Regions from separate parts of the Hordeum vulgare genome. Here region 2 is linked to region 1. Evidence: chromatin contacts called from public Hi-C data. All regions are on one chromosome and are shown on one strand. The core of a region is the stretch at or near the end of the contact, and the rest is flanking DNA. Distances in the headings are between cores, read along the strand shown. Region 1 holds the start of LOC123406353 (CASP-like protein 2C4). Region 2 has its middle 23 kb from the start of LOC123406620.

Region 1 (6,485 bases), core at 379-2,878:
CCTCTCCATACCGTACCATCAAACGATTAACGATGTACTGTGGTACGGAATTATATTTGGCGAGAGCACATCACGTGAGCAACCACTCTTCTGATCTTCTCCGCCGTTCAGTGCCTACATGACGTGCCGGATTATATCTATAACATGTCCCTAGGATAGAACTATGAACTTAAAGCGACAAGGAGTTCTTGCAAAGCAAAGCTGTCCTGGTTCGGTTTCCTAACCATACGATGCAGTTCTCCAGCGGCATTGGTGGCGAAGTGCAAAATAAAAGTGGGAGATGGCGCGGAGCGACAACCCGAGACGAACCCAAAACAGATCACCTCTCGGTAGAGGAGTAAAAACCCATTGTCGTGCAGAGGGTGATGGTAAACCGGCGACTGAGACGGGCGCCGGAGACGGGGGAGATTGCTCGCTCGCCGGCGGCGACCGGCGAGAGAGGAAATGGGGACGGGAAGGTCGAAGGAAGCGAGGCCTTAACTGGCTAAAAGTTTGGCCTGCCCGATCAAAAACGACAGGCAGAAAGGCCCATCACCACTACCGTCCTCCTGCTGCTACCTAGCCGTGGGTAAAAGCGACGGCGGAGTGTCCACGCACACGCACACGCCCGTCGCTGTAGCCTGTAGCCTGTAGCCTGTAGCCGGCTCACGATAATTCCATTCGATGCGTAGCGTATTAATGGGAAACGGTTGGGCGCCAAGCACGCGCACGCGGCCGGCCTGTTTCCTCCTTCCTTCCTTCCTGGATCGACGATCACCACGACCCGCTAGTCTAGCTAACTGATTATACTGAAGCTACAAATCAATTCACCGAAAAGTAATCAGCTAGTAGTAGTAGTTGGTTACCTTGTCGAGGAGGAAACATGCCCACGCGACCGCCCTGGCGCAGCCCCGGTCCTCGCCGCCGGCGAAGCGGCCGCCGGAGCAGAGCCGCTTGAGGAGCCGCGCGGCGTGGTACCCCGCGGCCACGGCCGCCGCCACGACCAGCACCCTGGTCACACTCACACAGCAAGAATTCGATCAGGATCGTCGCGAAACCTGGTAGCACTACATCGATCCGTGGCCGAACATGGGGCGCGCGTGGGCGCGTAGCATGTACCAGAGGGCCTCGACGTCCTTGGGCACGGCCTTCTTCCGGATGAAGAACACCGTCTTGGTCTGTGCGCTCAGGCCGAGGAGCAGCGCGGACGCCGCCGACCCCACCGCGCACGCGCCCCGGAGGAGGCTCTCCGCCCTGCCCGACGCCACCACCGCCTGCAGCCTCGCCACCGCCCCCATGTCGCCCGGCCGCCTCGCTCGATCGGTCTCCGCCTCGCTTCCCGGCCGACGTTTTGGGGAGCTCTGTGGAGCCTTCGGACGTGAACGCTCTGGCGGGGTAGCGCGCGCGGAAAGCGTTGGGGGCCAGAGCGCGTGCTTTATATCACCGATATCCATCCATCGGCTCCCATCAATTTTGATGGGGGCTGGCTGCGGTGGTGCAAAGGGGCTCGAAAGTAGTACGTGAGCGTTGAGGCCGCCATGTTTGTATGGGATTTAAATTTTTCACCAAATTGCGTTGAATTTCATGGGCTTCACTGTAACTGCACGTATGCTTATGAACCTTTGGGCAGCTTTATAAAATGCCATGGCTTTTAGAGGATGACCAGCAATTTGTGTGCTTGATTATCGTATGCTAGTGTCTATGTCATCAACCAATAATACACCACACAATGGCTCTAATCACGTGTATCTTAAGTTGGGCAATATGGGGTTCTCAATATGGCTCTAATCACGTGTATCTTAAGCAGCGGCTCAACCGGGTGTTCCTGGACAGCGTCATGAGACGGCGTGAGTTACTGGCCGTTACGCCAGGTCGTCAAAAAACGGGCCCCCTTGTCATAATAGAGGTTAAAAGGGGCGAAGAGGCGATTAGGTGTTTTTTGCAAATGATTAGGATAAAAATTAGTGATATCTGCAAAGATTTCGTAAAAAAGTGTTTTCTGCAGAACCACGCTTCAATGTAATGGTTTTTCACAATTCACTCCCTCTCAGTGAACGCATGTTGCTAGAATGCTTGGAATAAATTCAGGTAAACGGCAACAAGAATGTTAAATATGAAACTTAAACTCTTGTGGACAAGGGATACCACTGTCCTTCTAACCATTCAATCATAGGTTGGTTTGCATACTTGACTTGTTAGCATACAAATAAACCCTCCTTACGTTTTGCAAAAACAAAAACAAAAAAAAACTCACCCTACTCTATTCTCTGTCACGTCATGATGCATTCTTCATGGTAAATTTTACAATTGATGCCGCCAACAGTATGGAATTGTCCTGTTCCTCTTCTGTATTGTGCACTCACATATCTAGAGACATGATCTGGTCACGATTAGCAGAGTTTAAGACAATGAGCTGAAGAAAGACAAACGAAAAACTCAAAGCTGCAACTAAAAAATCATTCAAAGCGATGAGCATGAGAAAATAATCTCAAAACTAACAAGGTAGGCCAAACTGATGTGATTTTAGAATTAACCAGATTAGTTGAATGAAGTGAAGAGCAATCCACAATCCTTTTTTGTACAGGAAATTTGCAACATAAATGGGAATTCACCCATTAGGAAATGTGTGAATATGCGTGGCATCCTCACGTTTTACCTCCCTAAGGCCCTGCTTGGGATGTCGTTCTAAACACTATTATATTCTTTACGAAGGGAGTATACGCTGCATTGACAGAGATTGTGAACATGGTGTGAAAGGGGGTGTAGCCATCTGCGTTTGCTTACAGTTACGGGTAGCCTTCGCAGCTTTGGGCGTCAACGAGACTGCATCAAGCGTCAACCACCTCGAATACGATACACAGCAACTTGAAACATCAACTACGATTAAAATCTTATAAAAAAAAAAAGACGCTGCATCTACTACAAATCTTAGGGAGAAAAGATATCGGACTGAGGATGATTAGGAGAAAAAAATCAAAGGGGAGAGGGGCTAATTAGGTTAGGTGTGGACACGTACCTCCGTATCTTCCGTCCGTAAGCTGGCATTCGAGAAAATTAGTGACTATTGAAAAGGAAAAAAAAATGTGTGGTTCAGTTTGCCCTCCATTTGACTGGAAGACCTCCACGTCCCATCAGCTCAACTTCTTATAAATGACATGCCCGGCTGCAACAAATGGTCACTGTATGATCACTTGATAAAAGAGGCCAAGAACATAATGCCGATGCACCACTTCAACAAAATTACTGAGCCTTACAAACATGTTCTTCCAGTAGTTATGGACCCCCAACCAAGTAACAGCCACAAAAACGTAATACTGTTCAAATCAATTCACATCGTCTTCTACAGCAATATTCTGCACAAATTAAGCTAAACGGAAAAGGCACTAAACAAGAATTTATGTTGAAATTATACAAGGAAGCGGGTCGGCATTTTTTTACAAGATAGCAGAGCTGCTCGCTGTAGATTTACAGAAAACTAGCTTCAATGGCAATCACGACGAATATGTGAGCCAAAGAACTAGTTCGCAGCAACAGCAGCTGGTATTTGAGATTTCAACTAACAGTGAGCACACGCCAAGATCTTAATCATCCAGCTCAACAATCTGTGCCCTTCTCTCCGCAGCTTTCTTCCTGACAAATATTCCCCACCTCATAGCGGCCTTTATCTTGAGCCACCCAACAACGGCTTTGCCCGATGGACGGCTGGGCTCACCTTCGAAGCCTGGGGTTGGCAATGGAGATGGCATGTAGGTCTGGTAGGAAAACGTCTCGTCTGGCAAACCAGGAGAAGCTCCACCCATATTGAAGACCCTGAGCAGCTGCTGCATGTCTTCACCCTCGAGCAGTTGGTGGCTTTTCATGCGAATGTCTTCGGTGAAATCATCAGCATACTGACTATCACGGTTGTGATGCCAATTATCGTAGCTGACATTTGCTGGTTGAATTGGATGGGCTTGAGAAATTGTGTGATGCAATTGGCTGAGTTCCAGACCCATGGCATCACTTGCTGTTCCTTGATTAGAACCCATCAACATGGTAGGCGGCAAAAATGAAAAGGCCTCATCATATGGCAACGGCACATTAGCAGATGAACTCTGAAGCTGAACAGACTGTGTTGCTGTCTGGTTGCCATCATACCCTATAGAACCATTTGAGCCTGCAATAGATGAAACAAAACATATGGTTTTCAGAAACTGCTATTCCACAGTGACATCATAAAATATTTCATACACCATTTGCTTAATTTGTACTCCCTCCGACCAATAATATAAGACCTTATTACATCCAATATCCTCGCATATAAGATGTAATAAGATCTTATATTATGGAATGGAGGGAGTATATATTTAGGCTGCTCATAGTGGGAAGTATCATATACTAATATCATGCATATTATACTAGTGTATGATGGTACCTTTATAATGCATAGTATCAGAGTAATATCATATATGATCTTATTTATTGTCATGCATGACACAAAGTAGCATAGCATTTAACATGATACGGTATCAACCTATGTTACTCTACCCATCTCTCTCTTCTTTAATTCTCTGACACATCAGCACGTTTGCTATTCCCGAGTGCATGATATCGGCTAAGATACCACCACTATGGCCAGCCTTAAATACAAAATCAATGTTTCAGTTTTTCCAACGCATTAAGTCGTATTTTCCTACTTCTGAAGTAAAATCGTAAAAATACTTGGAATTCTGTAACTAAGCACTTGTGTGCTACTTACCTGCTGTAGATGGTCCTGGCATACTCGTTGAAGAAATGCGCTGTACATATGCAGCAGGAGCACGAGCCTCAGGTTGACTAGTTAATGCAGCCTTTTTCTTCGGTTTAGGGTTCAAGAGAGCTTTACCATCATATTCAATAACATACATCCAATTATCATATGCTTTCTTCACCAGCCCATCAGCAAAGAGCTGTAGCAAACAGTAATATTCTAATCAGTCAAGATTTTATGTACAAAAACAATCCTGCTAATTAGAGCAGAGAAAGCCAAACTTGCTCCTTGAAAAAAAAAGTTACTCAAAAATAAGAAAAATAAACTCATGTCACAGATTGCTTAAACACACCTAAGCATAGGGTGTAGCACATCTCAGAAATTATTGCAGTTAAAAGTAAGGCCAGAAAAGGTTCTTATACTTCGGATAAACAGGCTATACCTAAGGGTTTAACGTACCTAATGAGCATTTAGTGCATTAAAAACATATAACGGTACCAGATATTAATAGTTAATACACATTATCCATGGCCACCATTCTTGGAATATAAAGGGTGTGTGGACAGATCAAGACCAATGTGATATAAGATGAAGTCAGACATCTACATATTATTCCCTCAATCGCAGTTTCTTGGTAGTCTTTTCCCAGATCTAGGGCCCTGGAGGTTTTTCTCCTCCTTTCTCCTGATAATACTCCTGCATACATGACGTTCCTGTTCTCCTACCATAGTAAAAGCACTAACGATCCCTGAACTTCCAAAATCTAAAAGACCCGACCATAATACCGGAAACAAAATCTCTGGAACATCTCCTTCCATGTAGCATTTCCAATGGTAGGCAGGGCAAGCAAGATATGCAGACTCTGCATGAGATGAACTTCTAAGACAAGAGTGAGAGCAAAATCAACCAACTCTCAACTAATCACGTCCAAGCCCACACTCCTTAATATTGATGCCCAAACTAAAGGGCCCTAGAATCGGGAACAGAGAGCATACCAATTTCAAAACTCCAAAACAATACAAATTTAGTTTCATTATCTAGGATGGGTGCATGTTAAAATGAATGGAAACAACGTTTAAATTCAATAAAACATAACACTAGATATCAAATGCCCCCGAATATATGCCCATAGCACAAACCTTTTGGCCATCATCGAGACTTTCAGATGAATAGAATTGCTCGCCAGAAATCAACCCACAGAATGCATAGAGGTCGTTGAAAATAGCACCAGCAGTTCTGTGCTCATCAGAATAGTATATGTAATATTTTCCACTTAAGACGCAGGTTTTTGCATGTTCAACAAGAGAATCCCACATCTTGTTGGACATGCCACTTCCGAGGATCTAAAACAACAGAACAGTATACAAATTAGAACTACAACAGCAATAGATCAAAGGCCGTGGAAAGAAACGAACTATCTAAAACAACAGAATAGTATACAAATTAGAACTACAACAGCAATAGATCAAAGGCCATGGAAAGAAACGAACTTACAGTACGCAACTTCTGTGGATCCCGAACAACAAGCCTGAGAAAATCTTCAACAGTTAAAATTCCAGATTTATTCAGCCTCTTATGGAACGACCCATCTTTTCCTATTTTCTCTAACCTCCAGACCTCATCCTTCAATGCAGGTGGATAATGCTTCTTGTACACTAAAGAAGTGAAATTCAAATTGTTCAGACATATCTCAAGCGGAAGCACATGATTACCATTACAGAAAACTTACATTCTCCTCTATGGTCCTTAACCATGAAAGCTTCAGTTTTTGCCTCAC
Region 2 (7,324 bases), core at 2,171-4,670, 270 kb before region 1:
TGTTATTTTATTCATTGTTTGCCATTTATTCATTTAATATGACATAATTAATATCTTTAAATCTATAAATCGAAATTCAACAAATAATATATCCATTATTATCAGAAAAATGTGACGAATACAAATATGACATCATTTATTTAAAAAACAGTAATTTATAAAATCTGATTTTTTATTCTTTTTGAATTTCAAAAATCTATAAGAATTAAAAACGTTAAAAAAATAAACTACTTATTCAATTAATTTATGTTATATGTATCATATCAATCCTATTAAGATCTTGAGCATGATGTCACACGTTTCACCATTTGAGTTTGAAACTATTATTTTAAATAATAACAATTACTTAATAACACTAATATTTATTGAATAAGTAGTTTGACCAAAAAAATATAAATTCTTAAATTTGAGGATAACTTTTTTACTTTGGAATTTTAGGATTCTAAAAAAATACATAACAGCCTACGATGGTTGCCATAGGAATTGGTTTCTCATGGTGAACATTTTAATATATTAAACTTTTTTTGAGCTAAATGACTTTCAAAGTGAAAAACAATTCAAATAAACTCTAAAAAGGCTGAAACCTGACATGTTATCATCATTCCATTCACATGGTATGCGTTTAAAAGTTGACAAGGTTACGATAAAAACTGGATGCACTTCGTGTACAAACCGAACAATCTCTTTCGAAGTATCAGAGTTTCAGACGAAAATATATGTTTAAAAAGACATTTCATTTTTTTAAACTTATTTTAACTCCACACTTTTTATGCTTTTAATATGCACCATTGAAAGCCACATCATCAATTTTTAACCCTTTCGGACTTCATTTGCAATATTTCATGCATTTAATGATTTTTTTTGAGCTAAATGACCGTGAAATTGAAAATCGCTACAAATGAACTGTGAAAAGGCTGAAACCTAGAATGGTATAATCATTTCATCCACGTATCATATGCTAAAAAGTTGACACGGTTACGACAAAAATTGGATGCACTTCGTCTACATAGTGGACAATCTCTTTCGAAGTATGATAAACATAGCCCTGTTTTTTCTATTAGTGATATCATCATAGACCTGTTTTCTATTAGTGATACAAGTGGCGGCGTCCCTATGTCGATCTGACTGCACTCTTTTCACTGAAATCTTGGCAGTATATCGTGTCGCAAAGATTGATACCACAAATAAAACACTTTTTAGAAATTTCAATGCTTTCTCAATTATAAAATTAATTTTGTAATTTTTTGGAACTACGACCCAATGCATTGTATCTATAATTTTGTTGAGTTCCAATAAACTTAAGTCATTCTACAAAAAATCAAAGAAAAAACATCACACCGACAAAAAATGGACTAAAGCAAGGACAATTTAGGCACATGTAAAATAATAAAAACAAATACTAATAAACATGGGAAATAATTCTCGGCCAAACAGTCCCAGCTTTCATTTATTTTGAGTTTGAGTCCCATTTTATGTTTATTTGATTAAACAACCAATAAATATGTCATGCTATTTAATTCCAGCCCCACAAAGTCAACACTGCACCACCATGACTACTCCCTCCGTCACGGTTTAGAAGGCATGCATGCAAATTTTCTAGGACCTAGGTGGTTATTGATTGGCTGTGAAATGAGTTAAAAAATAGCATTTACACTACGCATGCATATAGAAGTAGTACAACGAAGTACTAATTAGCTGCTAGAAGTAAATGCAACGTGCCTTAATCTTTGTCTATTTTGAAAACGCACGCAAGTCTAACTGTGCCTTCTAAACCGTGACGGAGGGAGTAGTAGTTTTACCTAGACTAGAAAAGTTTCCCGGCAAAATTCCTAATGTCCTCGTCCCTGAAGGACGGCGAGGCCATCTCGTTGAAGTGCTTGAGGTCTGACGGGCTCCGGCCAAGCTGCAACGCCACTTTGGTCTCAAACAATTCGCCGTTCTCCCTCTGCTCGACGTTGGCTTCCTCCAGGTTCTCCTCGATGTCGTCTTGGATCTTTCGGTACAACCCCGTGACGTTGCGGCACAGCTCGAACACCATGCCCACCTGCCCGCCGTGCTCCACCGTGTTCACCGCCGCGGCCAGAGCGCCGCCGAGGACCGCCGCCCCGGATGCCCAAGACGTCCCGGCATCGCCGGACCCGATGAACGCTGCGGCGATCGCGGCTGTGCCGGCCAGCGCCGGGCCGGCGACCGCGAGGCCTCGATTAAGTCTCAGCACCACCTTACCGAATGACAGGTACTCCTGCTCGTCCTTGGCCTTGAGCACCCTCGCGATGCCTCTCATCTCCTCTTCCAGTTCCAGGGTCCAGCCGTTGCCACCGGTCATCGAAGCTCGCCGGGCGCCATGCCTGGTGGTGTTGGACTTGGACGGCGACTTCTTGCACGCGCTCCGACGAGCCGGATACTTCTTGTTCGGCCACCAACGCGCGGGCTCGACTGTGTCGGGGAACTTCTCCAGCATGCCGGGGAGCAGCGGAAGCGGGTAGGCGGCGTCGAGCGCGAGCACCCTCTCCACGGCCTCCTGGAAGAAGAAGAAGTCGTCCTTGGTCGCCGCCGACGCGCCGAGCGCGAGCGTTGCGCGGACGTCGCGCTCGAGCTGCCTCCACAGCCTCGTGGCGTTGCGCTGCTCCTCGGCAAGCTGCGAGGGCTGGATCTTGTTGACCGCCGCCATCGTCACGGCCGCCGACGCCAGGAGCAACCCCGCGGACGCCTTGAGCGCGAGCAGGCTCGTCGACGCCGGCGCGAGCGCGGCCATGACGCAGGCGGCGAGCGCGAGGGAGTTCGTCGAGTGGAGCAGCAGGTGGTTCCAGTTGTCCCTCTGCCTGCCGATGATGTCGTGCATCTCGACCCGGTCCGCCGCCGCCTCCGCGACCGCGCGGAGCTTCTCCGCCTCCTCCGCGGCGCCGTCGTCCCCCGTTCCGATCACGACGTCATCCTCGGCGCCCGCAACGAGGGGGTCTACCCGGCCGAGCGTAAGCTCGTCGACGCTGCTGCTAACCACCTGCCGCTGGTCGGACGTGGTGGCACTGGTGCTGTTGCTTCCGACGCCGCGCAGGCTCGCCCGGCAGCACAGCCCGCTCCGGCCAGGCGACCGCGACTTGGCCGGCAGTACGAGGCTGCTGCCGGCCAGCAGCCGCACAACACTTGCCATCAGTGCGCCCTGCCCCCTGTGGTGTATACACGTAGTCTGATGATGCTTGTTCGTTCTGCTCCATGCTCGTCCGAGGAGTGGTTATATAGTTGGTCATCGCGCGCGCGAGAGAGACATGATCAGGAGAGCCGGGGAGCGAAGGCAGGACGAGGAGGAAGAGGGTGTAGCTTGTTGACGAGGGCAGCCGGTCACGCTTGGTTGGGCTCGGTCGAGGAACGCGCCATCAGCCTCTTCATTCAAATCTGGAAAAGTTTTGGGTGCTGGCTGGGTCTATTCAATCGGATTGAATGCAACAAATAATGCCTCCGGGAGGAGCATAGTCCACCAACGTGTTACTTGTTGTCTTGACCATGACCGGGCCATGTATCTTCCGTGCCATGCCACATCACCAGACATGAAAACTCGAAGAGAAACTTATGCTCCCGTTCAGAGGATCGACTCGAATGCTACTTCCACTATTTATTGCCATTTTGGACAGTGACATGTTATTCAAAACACACGACTTTTTTTTTAAAGGAACCAGCAGGAGCTCTGCCTTTTTATATAGAAGAAGAAGAATTGGTCAGTTAATAAGAAAAACCGACCGAAAACTGATACAACAAAATTACCCACACACCGACCCCGAGGCCGCGCATCCGCCGAGCCGCCAACTCCGTTGCCCGAGCAACCAAAATCGACACTCTACAACCCTATTCCGGAGCCGTCGCTCCAACTTACAACCAACAAGAACACACACCGACCCTGAGGCCGCTCATCCGACGAGCCGCCAACTCCATCACCAGAACAACTGAAGCCGACACCCAACAACCATCTCCGGAGCCGCTGCTCCAACATCCACACCGGCCCTGAGGCCACGTTCCAACCGAGTCGATGGTTTTGCCGCCCAAGCGACAAAAGGCAACACCAGACGCAGAGGAAGTCTCCGGAGCCGCCGCTCCGACTTCCACACCGACCCCGAGGCCGTGCAGAAACCTGGCCGACGACAAAAACTCCAAAGCCACCAGAGCTGACAAGGGACCGGACCTCCAAAGGCATCGCCCCCAAGGAGGAATCGACCGAACGCGTCGATGCCCGCTGCAGCCAAGGCCAGAGCTAAGGTTTTCACCCGGAATTTGACTAAGAAGATAAGGGAGGTGAAGGGGCTCCACACGACGACGCCTCCAAGGAGGGAAACGACATCCAAAGACATTGTCGCCGCCGGCATCAACCGAGGTCTTGCTAGGCTTTCGCCCGGAGCTCACCAAACCCATTACCATCGCAGCTCGCCGACGTCCCTTGCAAGAATCCCTCATGCATCAGAGAGCCTGCCGCCACCAACCATCAGTCACACACGGCCAGCAAAAACCACACGACACCTCACGCCGTCGTAGCCGCCCCGCTCCAGCCTCCAGTTGCAGCGCCGCCGCGCTGCCATCCTCCACATCTCCGAGAGCGGCAAAGCAACACCACCGTATTTGCCGGGAGCGGCAAAGCACCGACAGCCCAGGACGAGTGGGCCCGTTGAGCCCAGATCTGGCCCAACTAGGCCCAGATGTGCCGCCGTGTCCAGATCCAGGACGCCGTCGGCCTCGTACTGCCGCCCCTCCGGCCGCTTGCGCCGCAGCCACTCCGCCTACTCGCGCCGCCCCACCACCCGCGCGCCGGCTGCGCACCGCCCATCCCCCCGCGCGCATCGGCTGCGCCACTCCGCCTCCAGCAGTCCAGCTCGCCCCGCCCGTGCCGCATACACGCGCGCGCGTCGGCCTCGCCGAGCTCGCGTCGGCCGCACATCCTCGGTGCCACCCCAAGCCGTCGCCGGTCCTACGCGTCCCGCCGAGTCGGGCGCCTCCACAGGGCCGGCCGTCCCGCACTGCTCGGACGCCTAGTGGGAAGGGATGAGCCCCGCCGCCGCCGACGCACGCACAGGCTTTGCGCGGCGGCGGCGAGGGAGGGGAGAGGCGAGGCATGGGGTGGCGGCAGCGGGGGCTAGAGTTGCGCCCGGGCCGCTCGCGGGAGCGGCAAGGGACCTCTTGCCCGAATCAAATCGGGTAAATAGGGCCAGAGAAAGCCACGCACGAGTTTCTTCATAATATATGTTTTCGTTTTATGAGGAAGCGTAGAACCATTTGTCTCGGGCCGCAATGTATATATATGGCCAATGCCTTGATGTACAAGTAGAGAGATCCTCTCGGGAGGTTACAAAAGATAAGGGAGAGAAGAAGAGATAGACAAGGATACAAGGTAAACCACTTTCCTATCCCTATACAACTTATATCCGCCGGCATCAACCGAGGTTTTGCTAGGCTTTCGCCCGGAGCTCACCAAACCCATTACCATCGCAGCCCGCCGACGTCCCTTGCAAGAATCCCTCATGCATCAGAGAGCCTACCGCCGCCAACCATCGGTCACACACGGCCAGCAAAAACCACACGACACCTCACGCCGTGGTGACGAAGGAAACCGATGTTAACTAATCCTATTAATCCATGCTTAAGGAATAGATGGCAGTTTCCATATGGAAACCGATGTTGGTTGCTGGTGCCTTCTCAAACAGACACCTTTTCATTTCTTGTATTTTATAACTCTATATATAGATGTTGTTGGGGAACGTCGCATGGGAAATTTTTTTTTTCCTACGCGCACGAAGACCTATCATGGTGATGTCCATCTACGAGAGGGGATTTCCGATCTACGTACCCTTGTAGATCGCACAACATAAGCGTTAAGAAACGCGGTTGATGTAGTGGAACGTCCTCACGTCCCTCGATCCGCCCCGCGAACCGTCCCACGAACCGTCCCGCGATCCGTCCCATGATCCGCTACGATCTAGTGCCGAACGGACGGCACCTCCGTGTTTAGCACACGTACAACTCGACGATGATCTCGGCCTTCTTGATCCAGCAAGAGAGACGGAGAGGTAGATGAGCTCTCCGGCAGCGTGACGACGCTCTGGAGGTTGGTGGTGATCTAATATCAGCAGGGCTCCGCCCGAGCTCCGCAGAAACGCGATCTAGAGGTAAAACCGTGGAGGTATGTGGTCGGGCTGCCGTGGCAAAAGTTGTCTCAAATCAGCCCTAAAACCCCACTATATATAGGAGGGAGGGAGGGGAGGAGGCAGCCTCAAAACCTAAAGGTTTGGCCGAAATTGGAGGTGGAGGAGTCCTACTCCAATCCTACTTGGAGTAGGATTCCACCTTCCCACTTGAAAACTCTTTCCACCTTGTGTTTTTTCCTTCTCAAACCTTATGGGCCTTAGTGGGAACTTATTACAGCCCACTAGGGGCTGGTTTATCTCTTCCCATAGACCATGAGAACCCTTGGGGCGTGACACCCCTCCTGATGGTCCCCGACACCCCTCCCGGCACTCCCAGTACACTACAGATGAGCCCAAAACTTTTCCGGTAATGCACGAAAACCTTCCGGTAACCAAATGAGGTCATACTATATATCAATCTTCGTTTCCGGACCATTCTGGAAACCCTCGTGACGTCCGTGATCTCATCCGGGACTTCGAACAACATTCGTTAACCAACCATATAACTCAAATACGCATAAAACAACGTCGAACCTTAAGTGTGCAGACCCCGCGGGTTCGAGAACTATGTAGACATGACCCGAGAGACTCCTCGGTCAATATCCAATAGCGGGACCTGGATGCCCATATTGGATCCTACATATTCTACGAAGATCTTATCGTTTGAACCTCAGTGCCAAGGATTCATATAATCCCGTATGTCATTCCCTTTGTCCTTCGGTATGTTACTTGCCTGAGATTCGATCGTCAGTATCGGCATACCTATTTCAATCTCGTTTACCGGCAAGTCTCTTTACTCGTTCCGTAATACAAGATCCCGCAACTTACACTAAATCACATTGCTTGCAAGGCTTGTGTGTGATGTTGTATTACCGAGTGGGCCCCGAGATACCTCTCCGTCATACGGAGTGACAAATCCCAGTCTTGATCCATACTAACTCAACGAACACCTTCGGAGATACCTGTAGAGCATCTTTATAGTCATCCAGTTACGGTGCGACGTTTTATACACAAAGCATTCCTCCGGTGTTAGTGAGTTATATGATCTCATGGTCATAGGAACAAATACTTGACACGCAGAAAACAGTAGCAACAAAATGACACGATCAACATGCTACGTCTATTAGTTTGGGTCTAGTCCATCACATGATTCTCCTAAT

What was found. Hi-C and Micro-C count contacts between places; a contact is called where the count stands out from the background.
Region 2: a contact with region 1 is called in a Hi-C map of leaf, with 4 times the contacts expected there. The contact joins the enhancer-like site here to the promoter of LOC123406353 in region 1. A contact is called at or near these places in 2 of 6 Hi-C or Micro-C datasets (leaf and seedling).

What each region holds. Positions count from the first base shown.
Region 1 is chr6H:122,705,946-122,712,430 of MorexV3_pseudomolecules_assembly, reverse strand. It overlaps LOC123406353 (CASP-like protein 2C4), which reads right to left and starts at 1,628. Exons shown (of 3, transcript XM_045099859.1): 1 at 1,099-1,628; 2 at 846-990. The coding sequence starts at 1,433. LOC123406352 (calmodulin-binding protein 60 B-like) reads right to left here. Exons shown (of 8, transcript XM_045099858.1): 4 at 6,438-6,485; 5 at 6,203-6,363; 6 at 5,848-6,051; 7 at 4,718-4,907; 8 at 3,272-4,135. The coding sequence ends at 3,561.
Region 2 is chr6H:122,981,422-122,988,745 of MorexV3_pseudomolecules_assembly, reverse strand. No RefSeq gene overlaps it. Among protein-coding and RNA genes, the nearest start is that of LOC123406620, 23 kb to the right of the region's middle. Within about 2 kb of position 3,420, at least 1 of the 3 cell types and tissues checked has open chromatin away from gene starts, as enhancers often do. A contact at or near this core is called in leaf, where this site is marked.